Linked DNA regions of Mus musculus: region 1 is linked to region 2. Evidence: chromatin contacts called from public Hi-C data. All regions are on one chromosome and are shown on one strand. The core of a region is the stretch at or near the end of the contact, and the rest is flanking DNA. Distances in the headings are between cores, read along the strand shown. Region 1 overlaps 1700081B01Rik (a long non-coding RNA gene). Region 2 has its middle 33 kb from the start of Gm40329.

The links. Hi-C and Micro-C count contacts between places; a contact is called where the count stands out from the background.
Region 1: a Hi-C map of cortical neurons shows a contact between it and region 2, with 2.4 times the contacts expected there. The contact joins two enhancer-like sites. A contact is called at or near these places in 1 of 15 datasets of contacts at CTCF or cohesin (the NIH/3T3 cell line), 2 of 484 Hi-C or Micro-C datasets (both in cortical neurons) and 2 of 115 datasets of contacts at active chromatin or transcription factors (SST interneurons and VIP interneurons).

The regions. Positions count from the first base shown.
Region 1 is chr5:126,732,370-126,735,189 of GRCm38.p6, reverse strand. All of the region lies in intron 2 of 1700081B01Rik (a long non-coding RNA gene), which reads right to left. Among named protein-coding and RNA genes, the nearest start is that of Gm33347, 6.5 kb to the right of the region's middle. Within about 2 kb of position 1,544, at least 23 of the 459 cell types and tissues checked have an H3K27ac peak or open chromatin away from gene starts, as enhancers often do. A contact at or near this core is called in SST interneurons and cortical neurons, where this site is marked.
Region 2 is chr5:126,006,800-126,009,955 of GRCm38.p6, reverse strand. No RefSeq gene overlaps it. Among named protein-coding and RNA genes, the nearest start is that of Gm40329, 33 kb to the left of the region's middle. Within about 2 kb of position 1,810, at least 14 of the 459 cell types and tissues checked have an H3K27ac peak or open chromatin away from gene starts, as enhancers often do. A contact at or near this core is called in SST interneurons and cortical neurons, where this site is marked.

The DNA of each region.
Region 1 (2,820 bases), core at 295-2,794, 730 kb before region 2:
TGCGGGCTTGGCTTCCCTTTCTGCTGGGTAGGGTCTCTAATTCCTTCTAGAACAGTCTTCTCAGTTGACTTTGAGGATTGTAGAAGGAAAGGACAGTCTTGTTGTGTGATGGCCAGCAAGCTCATTATTTATGGCACCAGAATAATCCAGCATGGTTAAAAGGGAAGGCTTAAATAGTGATGAGGCATCTTCTAAGAGCATAGCGGAGTTAGAACTTACGGTCCATCTTGACCCAACCACCACTCCAACTATATGCCAGCCTCACCTGAAGCAAACAGCAAGCAACGTGCCCGTGATCTTTCAGAGTAGCGTTTTGACCTATTTTAACTGCAGAGCCCATGGTACCGATTCCTAACTGGCTTTAATTTCTCAACTAGTCAAAGTGATGTGCCTTTGTCCTTTGTCTTTTATTTGTATTAGCATATATTAATTATTCATAATGTGCCCTATTATAGCATTTTCATGTGTATGTGCAGTGTATTTTGATCATCTTTACTACTCATTATTCTCTCTTGTCCCCCCTCCCCTGACCATCCCTGCTGATCTGCTTTCAAGTAAGCTTCCATCACACCTCCATCTCCTCCTTCCCTTTCTCCTCAAGAGTTAGGGTTGTTAAAAAAAGACCACAGGGCAGCGAAGTGCTTATAGAATTGTATGTGCACTTTACCAGGGCTACACCAATGAAGAAAACGACTTTTCCTCCCCCAGTTGTAAATCCCTAGGGATGGGTGGGGCTTCCTTAACTCCTCCCTAACACCAGGACCAGATTATGTTGTCAGCACAGCTGTAGGGGAGCACTGAGGTGCAAAGCCTTTCCAAACCGGGAGGTGATGCCCCCATCCCTTCTTCCTCCAGTTCTTCCATTCTCTCGGCCCCTTCTGCATGCTCAGAACGACGTTTCCAAAGTTCATTTTATGTTTAAGTGACTACGCAAGGCAGTAGATCTCATTAGGTATTTTTGAACAAGGTGTACTTTTAGTAGGGTCTCCTCAATCACTCCCACACTGCTTCTTAATGCTCCTAACCTCCCCACCACAACCCCCTATATAAGCTGCCATTCCCACGAGACATGTCCTTCCTTGGCACCTTTTTTTTTTCTCCTTCTTGCTTAGGATTTACCCACAATCAGGCACACACACACACACACACACACACACACACACACACACACCATAAAGGGGCAGTGAGGATTCCCATATGAGAAAGAAAGCATGCTGCTTGTTTTTCTGTGTTTAGGCCACGGCACTTAATATTATATACTTTCCAGATCCATCCATTCATATCCGCCCCACATCCTCATCCCTCCGCCCCCGACCCCTCCACCACCACCACCACCCCCGCCACCCCCCCTCCCGCCACCTCCCCCCCCCCCCCCCCCCCGCCTCCCGCACAAAATTTTGCTCTTTCCCGAGAGTCGTAGGCGACAGTCCCGATATTCCCACTAGGTGGCGCTGGCAGACCAGCTTGTGACACGTGTTCGCCCTGCCCCCTCCCAAGAGGCACCCGCCCTTCACTCTTTCCCTTCTGGGGCTTCCTGGGACCTTTGCTTTCCAGCCTTTGCTTCCTTTCTTCCACCTTAGGAGTTCCTGCTCCGGGCGTGGGCCAAGGCTGCCTCCTCCTCTGCAGGCCTCCTGGCTGCTTGTGTGAAATGTACCTCCTCGGGGCAACCCACTAGCCCTGCTGTGGTTTTCCTTGTTAGTTGAATAGAAGACATTGCTTGCTTAAGCTCTTTTGCTTTTATATAAAACGACGGAAACCTATTATAAAATTTATAAACACAGGAAGAAAAAAAAAAAAAAAGACGAATCTCAGCCTCTCCCACGTCACCGGGAGCTATATTGGAGACCATGATTCCATCTATCTATTCCGTATCCTTACATATGCAGAGATTAATGGCTGGATGGGCAGATAAACACACGGCAGATGGGTAGGGCACTTTATGACAGTGAAATCTGACTTCAATAAAGACAATTTATAGCGCATCTATTTGTGAAAGCTACACATTCCTTTTTTATTTATAGTTAGAACATTAAGAATTCAAAATACACTTGCTGTGTTTCACAAAACAAACAACCACTGTGTGTGTGTGTGTGTGTGTGTGTGTGTGTGTGTGTGTGTGTGTTCCTCTATTCATCTATCCATGGACCATTAGGTTGGTTCCATATTGCTATTGTCAATAATGCTGCAGGGCATGTGGGAACACACATATCTTGTTTACACAGTAATTTCGTTTCTTTGGATATATATTCCGATGTGGGAATGCTAGCTTGTGTGATCATTCTATTTTCAACGTCTCAAGAAGCCTCCATATGCTTTCCATCATGGCTGGGATAATTTATATCGTTCAGCCCTAACGTAAGAAAGGAAATCCTGACGCTGGAGAGAGACAATGCAGATGATGTGCGAGATAAGCCAGATGCAGAGACACACACTTCCCTGTGGTGTATCCTAGAAGCTGTGCTGTTGATAGGATGGACCATGGGCTATGGATGAGAATGGGGTGACATCCGTTAAAGCTTTAAATAAACGCCATTTATATGGCTGCTGAAAGGGGGGGAGTCGTCTTCTCCAGCGAAGAACCTCTAATAAGTAGATAGCCCTAACCACACACACATGCATGCATACACTAAATAGACTCAGCAAATTCTGTATGTACACCTATGGGTATAACAATAATAATTAAACAAGTTCTCTAGTTTTCAGGGATGTCCAATGCTTGGTACCTACATCAGGAAACCAGAGAGATGGGCTGGACCGCTCAGTGGTTAGGAGTACTGGCTGGCTGCTATTGTAGAGGACCCAGATCACATTCTCAGCATC
Region 2 (3,156 bases), core at 561-3,060:
GGGCTTATGTCTCTCTTTCATCTGTACCATAATGTTGACTGGCTTGTTCTACAGCTGCCATGAGCTCAACGGTTCTGTAGCTGTTTGGGGATGTGTTAGTGGAGACAGGGTCTTACAATGTATCCCCGATTGGCCTGCGCACACACACTATGTACACCAGACTGGCCTTGAACTCAGAGATACCCACCTGCCTCTGCCTGAAAGTGCTGGGATTAAAGATGCGCACCACCATGCCTGGTCTCTGTCATTATTTCTCCTATCTATTGTCTGTACTAAATTAAGACAGTTTCTAAAAGTTTGCTATTCATTAGTTCACACTTCTGATGAAAAAATAAAATCCCGCTTCTACCCCCTCAGAAAGATCCATTCCTGGGAGTCACGGATGTAGAAAGAGAAAGGAGGATGAAGGACCAACAGTTATCTGTACCACATGGCAGCCAGGCTCAGAGATTAATCAGTCATGCCCACTCCATTCTGCAGAGACAGAAACTGACCATATCAGATCTAGCCAGCATTGACCTGTATGTCCCCTGCCTCTGCAGTCCAGTGCCCACTTGATCTGGGCTCAGTTCTCCTCAGGCTCCCTTCCCTACAGCCTAGGTGATCACTTTACTCTGCTCCCTCACTTGTGCAGATAAACTTGATCAACACCCTTCCTAAAAACTGGTGCTGCTGAGCTATTCTCCAATGTTATGAGTTGTCTCTAAGGTATTCGACCTTTAGAACCCAGACCAAGCACCCGTTATGCCAGTGCCACAGGATAGTATACTGAAGCCTAATTAAGAGCACCACATCTATACGACAACGTGAAAGCCAGCTGCCCACCGCTATCTCAGTGCCAGCAGTGGTGGTGTTGTGCCCTCCATGTTGGTCTGGCAGGGCTTGTTCTAAGGTACACAGCCATTTCCGGTTTCGCAGCTTTGCTTAACCTAGCCCTAGTGCGAGCTGGCATCCTATGGCACATCCCGCAAGAGCAGAGGGCAACACAATGGATTGGATTTTAAGTGTGGCTGGGACAGCCCATTCCAAGGACAGTGCTGGTCAGGATCTGCAGGGTGAGACTGGCCAGAGTTCTCTATATTCCAGACCCGTACCTCCACATACATGAAGGACAAAAGCCAGCAGCCAGGGCTATCTGCTAGGCCTTCAGAAAGCTGGCTAGGCACAAGGAAAACTATTTGCAGTCTGGGGAAATAAATTAGAATATGCAAAGCTTATGAACACAATACCATTAACTCAGAAGATAAAAAGGTGCATAATTTGATAAGCCAAACATAAACGCCCTCCCTCAGCTTCTCAATTGCTATGTCTTTCTTCCCAACACAGTTCATCATTTTTATTGTGGTCGCCATGGTTTGTGGAAAGAGGAAATAATCTATATTTATAATGGGAAATGATTTGCATACATCATGCTTGCTATTCACGGTAACGAGGCCTTAGCGGAAGCCGATTCCAGCAGCTCCATATGAATGCAGGCAAGATAACCTGATACGCGCTCATTTTGCTGATGAAAAAAAAAAAGGAGCTACTCTCAAAGAGAAATCTGGAACAATTAAATAAATACTTTATTCTAATACTGATCAGTCTTCTCTGTCATAGAGACCTCTCCACCCCTGCCTAGGTCCTAGCTAATATCTCACTGTAAAGGAGTTGAAAAGGACCATCTATTTTTGCTCCTCAGTGACAGAATGGATTCATTTAAACAAGGGGGAAAACGTGCATGGCAGAGGCAGAAGTTCAGCTTTAGAGACCACGCCCTTCCCTACTTGTTTACAGAGATGAGGTATTCTGACATTTTAATGGTCCTTAAAAACCCATTCAGTTCATAATTTCAGCCCAAGTATGACTCATAGCAAGCTGTTTGCTTTTTAGCAGTCCTATCTTTGTGGATCTTTGAGTTTTGGCAGGGGGACAAAAAAAAAAATGAACTTGTGGATAAATCACCATGATTACAAATACTCTCTACTCCCAGCAAAATATCGGAAGTATTCCGGTTTCTCCCCTACCCATTGTTCTGGGGCTCAGAGCAGCACAATGTTAATTTTATAGACAAGAGAGCACTGCCACCAGGACTCAGGGAAGAATGAGGCTCCAGATGTTTGACAGCTGATCAGAGACTCTTTCCTCTCACACACATTCTGAGAAGATGATACTCCCAGTAACAATGCTTGAGATAAATCATGCCAAGCCACCGGTATCTGAGTGTGGGATACGATGGCACAGTTCCTCCCATTATTTCCTACTTGAAAATGTGTGAGGTTGACACTCATGTGTAATTTTGGAACACTTAAAAAAATAGCTATAGCTTGTCGTGACAGAAAGGTGCACATGCCGGAAGTGACCAATGAGTGATCATGAGGTGACTTGAAAGCCAAGAAACACTTGCTGCCCATCCCCTCTGCACCCTCCATTCCCCCAAGCACCCCCATTCCCACCTACTCAAGGATCCCACATCCTCATACTTCACACTGGTTCTGTCTGCACTGAACCTTGAGAACCTGGGATACGGTTGCCCAGCTTCTGTTCACAATAAGCAGGTAGAGCCATCCACCTGCTGTCGACACCAGGATACATCTACTCTCGTCACATATGATCTGTCTGAGAGCCCAGAATGCACTCTACCCCCCACCCCCACCATCAGCACATTTGGGCTGGGAATGATTTGAAGCTGTAAGAAAGCAATCATAGTCCATTTTCAGTATGCTGTGTACATAGAGCTCATGAGAACATTGCAGGCAAGCAGGAGGCACTGGGCCCCGTCTTCCCTAGAGGGCAGCTGCTGCCTGCTTGTCAGAGCCTTTCAGTTCATTCTAGGTTTACAAAGTTACAGGCATCCAGCACCTGACTGGACACGGTATTGTAGAAGGAGGAAATTTCAAGCCAAGGATATACGTTAGATGAAACTTTGCATCCTGAACCAACAGGACAGGCAATACTAGATACCAAGGGCATTGTTCCTTCACCAAGAACTTGGCCCATGAAGAATATAGTGTTTGTGTGTGTGTTTGTGTGTGTGTGTGTAGTAAGAGGTGGGGACAGTGGGCTGTGTGTGTGTGTGTGTGTGTGTGTGTGTGTGCGCGTGAGAGAGAGAGTGAGTGAGTGAGAGAGAGAGAGAGAGAGAGAGAGAGAGAGAGAGAGAGATTAGCAATATAAGAG